Regions from separate parts of the Pan troglodytes genome. Here region 2 is linked to region 1. A link is a contact called in public Hi-C data. All regions are on one chromosome and are shown on one strand. Each heading gives the region's core, a stretch centred on a gene start, on an enhancer-like site or on the middle of the called end of the contact. The rest is flanking DNA. Distances are from core to core; before and after follow the strand shown.

Region 1 (3,463 bases), core at 332-2,831:
TCACCACGGACTCTATATTCTGACTCAGGAATTCTTAATCTGAAGTCCATGCAATTTTGGCTGGACAAGAATTCTAGTGGGCTCCATTAAATTGTAAATGATACATTTTAAAGATAAGGTAAAATGAAGACTCTTGTACAAATATAAAATGAATACACGGTAAAGATTTAAGCACAGTCATGGGTTGCTTAACGACAAGGACACATTCTGAGAAATGCACAGTCAGGTGAGTAAGTACATCATTGCGTATGTAGTTATTCTATGATGTATTCACACAAACCTAGGTACTATCGCCTAACTCACCTATAATCTTATGGGACCACTGTCATACATGCGGTCTGTCGGTATGTGGTGCTTGACTGTAAATAAGGGAACCAGTGAAGTGCTAAAAACCAGTTCAAAGGAGAATTTAAAAAGCAGGTACACAGGCAATCAGGAACGTTGAAATGAATATTAATAAATACTGCTCAGGACAATAATTAATTGCATCTTTACTGGACAAACCTAATTTCCATGATGCTGTAGCGAGTTACACGGTTGAAAAATAGTTCAAAGACCACGAAAGACATAGATAACTTGGAAGAGTGAGTCAGACAAGACACCAAGTCATTTGTGTGTGTTTGCTATTTAAAAGTATTTCGTAATTTCTCTTGAGGAAATTATATGAAAAATGTTTGTTTGGAGACGCAGCCTCTCTCAGTGGCCCAGGCTGCAGTGCAGTGGCGCGATCCCGGCTCACTGTAATCTCTGCTTCCCGAGTTCAAGCGATTCTCCCAACCCAGCCTCTTGAGTAGCTGGGACTACAGGTGTGCACCACCACTCCCCGCTAATTTTTGTGTTTTTAGTAGAGACGAGATTTTGCCATATTGGCCAGGCTGGTCTCGAACTCCTGACCTCAAGTGATCCTCCCGCGTCGGCCTCCCAAAGTGCTGGGATTACAGGCGTGAGCCACCGTGCCCAGCCTCGCAAAATGTTTTAATAGGTGCATGCACGTTTTCCTGAGAAGCTAATCCATATAATTAAGTTTTCAAAAGAAGTGTGCCACAACAGGTTAAGAATCATTGTTCTGGTCACTGCTTACAATTCAAGTCCCTCAACACGTAGTGGCCTGTGTCTTCTGCTTTGTCTGAATCTTCTCGTCTAAATTTCCTTATTAAATTTTCAAGGCCCAGGTTAAATGGCATCTTACTCTTTGAGATCTTCCACCACCCTGTGTCCTATCATTTGTTTTCTCTTAAGTTTCTTTGCTAACGCACTCTGCACACCATATCTAGCACGTGTTAGTTCCCTTCCGTAACTGGATTTTTTACTCTTTAAGGACGATGGCAGAGTCCTGCAAAAGAAGATGATAATTTTAGAATATAAATCCTCACGTTCGCTATCCTCTGGCAGCCACAGCTCAGCTCCAATCTGCGAAATACGGCACTCTCTTTATTGACTACTGCTTCTCTCGGCACCCGTACTTCCGCAAAGACGCCGTCATAGGCTGGGCGCGCCCCAAACCTCCCCACGCCGGGCCCCTATGCGCCCCTACTCTCTGAAAACAGGAACTACAAGTGCTGCCGACGACTTTTGCGCGTGCGCATAAATAACTAGGCCAAGGAACTGATGGGTGTGCAGGACGGGGGGGCGGGGTAAGAAGGACGATAGATGATAGAGTGGACCGCAAGAAAAAGGACGGAGAGTTAATTAGACTTCGCCCAAGCTGTGCGACCCTATAGGCCGCTTGTAACTTACTCCGTTCGACTCCCAAAATACAGGGTCAAGTACTGCGGCCTTCGGACCTTTCCGTCTCCGGATCCTGATAGCCTTGGTTACTTTCGCGTCATAGGATGAGCGACAACGTTTTCCGGTCCCAATTGAGAAAGACGGGCCCGGAGGCAGTGCGCGCGCCACCTACGTCACAGGCGAGGTGGTTCCAGGAGGGCTGGGCATCGGAGAGCGCAGCCGGCTGAGAGACTCGAAGCCAAGGAAGAATTTGATTGGCGATTTGAAAGCGGCGGTTTTTGGCTTAGGCGGAGGTGGGCGGGCCAAGTTTTGGGTCCTCATCTGGTGAGGTCCCGCGTTAATGACGTCACATTGTTTCGCGGGAGAAATTCGAAAGTGGATTTTGTGCAATTTGACAGGTGAGGTGAAGTGTTTCTCGGGTTTTCCTAGGAATGACTTGAGCGATTTGGGGCGAAGGGACGAAAGACTCTGCTCCTTAAGAAGAGAACCGGGAAGGATGCTGTTTGGAACTAGGATTGGGGTGGTCGCAGTCACAGCTACTCGGACTGCTTGTAATAAGTGGTGCCTCTTCACCGTTTTTCCCAGGCCTTGCTTTGCAATTTCGAGTAGATATGAGGACCAAAGAGGGCTTTGCTGTTTGTATTTAGGACTGAGAAAGTATCAAGTCTCCATTGTCATTTGGTGACAGGATTATGGTTATTAGAATCTTGGCAAATGAGATGTGGGTTTCCTTTGTTTATTTGGACTGGATGGTTTGTTAACAATGTTGAGTTCGTGATTCCAAAACTTTGTTATCCGAACTATTTAGAGGTTCAGGTTTAGGTTCAAAAAATACTCCTTGTTTAAAAAAAAAGGAAAAATATCTTGTATTTAAATGAATAATGGCTCATACTTCACTGAGAACACCGAGTTTTATGTATATATATTGTGTCCGTACCTATAGTAGCACAATGTGTATGTACGTATATGTGTGTATGTACGTATATCTGTGTGTATGTATGTATGTATATAATTATCACAGAACATCTGGGGTCTTTAAAAACTTATTTGGAGATTAATCTTTCACCTACTAGAAGTCGGTCAACAGGTGAATTGTCTGGTAGACGTGGACAGATGAACACTTGGAAAAAACTCTATCTTTGCATCTCACTTAAATATATATGATGCTGTTGTCTAAAATAATTTTTTCTGATTAATACTAAGATAAGAAAGGGTGTTGACTTTCAATGAATAAGTATTAGAGCTCTTCTAAATTTTAAAAGATCCAGTTAGCTTTTTTTTTTTTAGGTTTTCTCCTATAATCGAATTTAACCATCCTTTAAGAGTTTCAGTCTTCTCAGTTCTTTTTAAACTGTACATTCCAGAAGTAATATCTCAATTTAGGAAAATAATGGAGAATTTATCTTGCAATTGCGAAATAGCATATAAGTTATCCTAAGCTAGTAAATACTGGGTTCCTAATCTGTAAATTGTAATAATGCTTATTCTTCAGGGTTATGAGACTGATAAATACTGTATGTAAAGTATCTCGTCCAATTCCTGCCTGATACATAGTATGTAATCAATAGTTATATATAATTACACACGATAATCATAATTGTATATTACATAATACAGTAATAATAGTTATATATTATATAATTACATAATTATAATGTATATAATTAATATAATGTATATAATGTAGTTTATAATATAGCACTTTGTGAAGCTGGAAGGATTGCTTGAGCCCAGG
Region 2 (3,463 bases), core at 575-3,074, 320 kb before region 1:
CCATCTTTCCCTACTCTGATTTCTAATTTGAACAGAAAAATGAAGAAAGTGATAATTGTGGGTTTGCATGTATACATTAGGAAGCGCATATTACAAAATGGCAGGGGTCAAGGAGGGAAGAGTGCTCAGAGCACTAAGTAGAACGAAATATTTTAAATCTTGTCATAGGTTAATGAATATCTTAAGGTTCTCCTATTTGCCAAAATCTGTTCTCCAGAAATACGGAAAAGATGACATCTGCACTGTATTCACTGACATCAAAACAGCCTGTGTTGGGCTTCAGTAGTAATAATAGTAATCATTGTTCACTGCATGCATGCTTAGGTCTAGATGTTTAACACACATTTCATCCAAAGAAGAACACTGCAGTTACGAATGACATACAACATGTAGTAAATATTTTTAAATAAGTTTCAAAGTGATTATATAAATTGCTGAAGGTAACACAGCTATTAGTGAAACACCTGGCTGTGAACTCAAGCCTAAGGAACAGCCTTTGCCCTGCATGCTTTCTGCTGCTTCCCCCTAGCTCTCTGGGTAGTTACTAGAAACAGCACCCACTTATTTTCATTTTATATATTAATGTTCTAAACTCTATTATATATATCTATATTAAATATATACCTTCTAATGGTCTGAAAACAATACATTTATAAGTTTCATTTGTGCAAATTTCAGTCATCTTCTCTCTGCAGCTTTGGTCCAGATGCCTGCATGCTTCGCTTTTCCAAACTTTAAGCTTACGGAAATATAGGTAAATAATTGTAGTCATTTTGTGGCATAACTCAGAACAAATTGTAAGCACCTTAGGTGATAGCAGGATCCCAAAGCAAAGATTTCCATTAAAACTTTGGTCATAAGTCATCTCTTAATGAGCGACATAAAATGCCTAATCATAAAGTAACTACGCTTCATAAAATCAGCCATTCATTGAAGGGCACAACATTAAGAATAATGGGGGTTAAATAACTGTTTAGTTATGGCTCCTACCCCCAAAGAGAATAAAATATTATGTGAAGAAAATATGGACCCAACAAGCATGCAATACCCATTCACAAGAATGAATCATGCAAGAGAAAATCATACTGATTTGTTGTTTCTGCATCAGCTTCATACCAGAGTTAACTGGCAAAGGTTGTCTAGAAAATATGGGTTGAGTAGGGATCTTAAGAAAAGCTTTTATTCTTCAACTTAAAAGAATAATTGATCCACTGAGCACAATCACCTAAGGAAGTGCATTTTAAAAGAAAGCACATGTTTGAAGAACATTACTACTTTCTAGCTTTATAACTTTGGGGAAATTACATAATCTCTTCAGGTTTCAGTCAGCTTACCTCTAAAATAGAATTATCATACCTATCTCATAACGTTGTATATGGATTCAAAACAACTGTCTAAGAACTTGGCATTGTACCTGTCACTGTTTAGTAGTTAATTTTAAGCAAAATTAGATTTTTACACTTATGAATTCCAAAATTAGCTAATCTGATATGCTCCCAGTTTCCTGTATAAACTTAATTTATTTGTAACTTAGAAATAGTGCATGGACAGCTGCATCTGATTGATGAGAACACCACCACGTTTGCCTTCTAATTCTCCCCAGATTCCACCTTCCTTGTTTGGTGATTTGATTTAAACACTCCTTTAAAGATCCGTTAGCTGTCTGCGCCTTAATCAAATTATAGACAGTCTTCAATTTACAAGAATCCTCACAAGCCCTGGCCATCTGCACCTCTGCTCTGACTTGGGCTGCACTTAGGACAGGCGGCAGGCTAACAGCATCACAGCTTGCTCACTCCTCAGTGCTCCAGCTCCTGAAAGCCGACCCCATCCTCCACCCCACCACAGGCAGGCATGGGGATGCAGACTCTGTTGGCATGGGCTCCTTTCCAGGAAAGGCTCTGGTGTTTGTGTTCTGGGATATTCCTGTCTCCCGCTCAACAAGCCCCTCTCAAAGCCGAAGAAAGGCAACAAACCCCTCTCAAAGTTCAGGAAAGGCAACTGAGCTTCTGGAGCCTGAGCCCAGAAAATCACTAATTTAAAAACAACTTCTTTGTTCTACTAAGATTATGAGCATGATTACTTGCAGAGTGACAAGATCATTGCCTCCTCTCCTGGGTCCAGCTGACTCAGCTACACTAACTCTCTCCCAGTCACTGTTTCCTGAACCACCCCGGGTTCAGGTATTTCTCTGTGCCAGTCTTGTTGCAAGGTAGCAGAGTATACGGATGAGAGCATGCACTTTGATGTCAGAGGAACATGGGTTCTAGGCAAGGCTCTGTCACTTCTGAGCTGTGTAACTTGGGAAAGGTGACATAATGTCTTAAAGCTTCGGCTTCTCATGTGTAAAATGGGCATTATAAGACAACCATCACTCATGATAAAGACTATATGGTTATATTTTTCAAACTGGAGTCTGTTGAACTGAATTCTTGGCAGGGGTGGTGTCCTGTGTCTGTCAATGTACTCATGTTGAATTATTTTACCCAGTGACAAAGGAAATAAGCCTTTTTTGCAGGGATTATGTGGAATTAATAGATTCTTTTCGGTTTTGTCAAGGTTCCTCAAACTGATGTGTACAGATGCATTCCCAAGTCCGCTTCTTAGAATGACTGCTTGTGGTTACCAATCAGAAAAGGTAGCTCTGACCCTACGATTTATTAAATAATTTTTGTAATGAGGCACTATGTCTATTTTTCCTCACCTAATTATTACTTTTAAAATCTTGATACTAAATGGTAGTCAGAAATATTATTTACTCTTTTTGGTTTTGAGAGGTGCAATTCACCAGTATTTCTGATTCTCCTCCTTCTGGGCACAAGATGGGACAGCCCTTTCCTACACTTGCTTTGGCCAATGAAATGTGAGCCAAAGTAACATGCATCACTTCTAGGAAGAACTCTTTCACACTCAGAACACATTTTGTCATGTTTATTCCTAGTGCCAGGCCAGGCAGCATTATTCCAGATGGTGGAAGCTCTGCCTCAAATGAAGACAATGTGGAGCAGAGCCCCTGCCAACCCAAGATACATGTGGTATGAGGAAAAGATACACCTTTGTGATTGTAAGCCACTAAGGTTAGGGGCTATTTGTTACTACAGCACAACGTAGCCCATTCTAACTGATACACAGTTGCTTAAATATTTTGTAATAACTCATATAAATTCTTGCCTATCACACTCTTGGTCTAAGAAAGTCAACTGTCAATACGACACTGCCTTTTTCAGAAAGGTACTTTTTCCTAAAAGATAATCAACTCTCAGAGGGAGAGCTACCTGAATTAGATAATTTTCCTTAAAGGTAAGGTCAGTCCACTGATTAGCTACCTCTCACATTCCCTCTTACATTCTCTACAAGTCATGTATTTATTCTGTTATCTGCCTCAGCTCTCTTCATTGCAAACAAGCTAATCTTTTCATTTTTTTTCTATGCTGAACTTTAACCCTGGAATCACGTACCAATT

Evidence for each region. Hi-C and Micro-C count contacts between places; a contact is called where the count stands out from the background.
Region 2: a Hi-C map of induced pluripotent stem cells shows a contact between it and region 1, with 2.2 times the contacts expected there. The contact joins the enhancer-like site here to the promoter of ZGRF1 in region 1. A contact is called at or near these places in 4 of 7 Hi-C or Micro-C datasets (blood, induced pluripotent stem cells and stem cell-derived neural progenitor cells), 1 of 1 datasets of contacts at active chromatin or transcription factors (stem cell-derived excitatory neurons) and 1 of 1 other capture datasets (stem cell-derived neural stem cells).

What each region holds. Positions count from the first base shown.
Region 1 is chr3:114,099,096-114,102,558 of NHGRI_mPanTro3-v2.0_pri, reverse strand. It overlaps ZGRF1 (zinc finger GRF-type containing 1), which reads left to right and starts at 1,581. Exons shown (of 27, transcript XR_010156669.1): 1 at 1,581-2,126. It overlaps LARP7 (La ribonucleoprotein 7, transcriptional regulator), which reads right to left and starts at 2,023. Exons shown (of 13, transcript XM_063809758.1): 1 at 1,738-2,023.
Region 2 is chr3:114,416,327-114,419,789 of NHGRI_mPanTro3-v2.0_pri, reverse strand. The region is part of intron 1 of ANK2 (ankyrin 2); the gene reads right to left. Among named protein-coding and RNA genes, the nearest start is that of ANK2, 250 kb to the right of the region's middle. Within about 2 kb of position 1,824, at least 6 of the 24 cell types and tissues checked have an H3K27ac peak or open chromatin away from gene starts, as enhancers often do. A contact at or near this core is called in induced pluripotent stem cells and stem cell-derived neural stem cells, where this site is marked.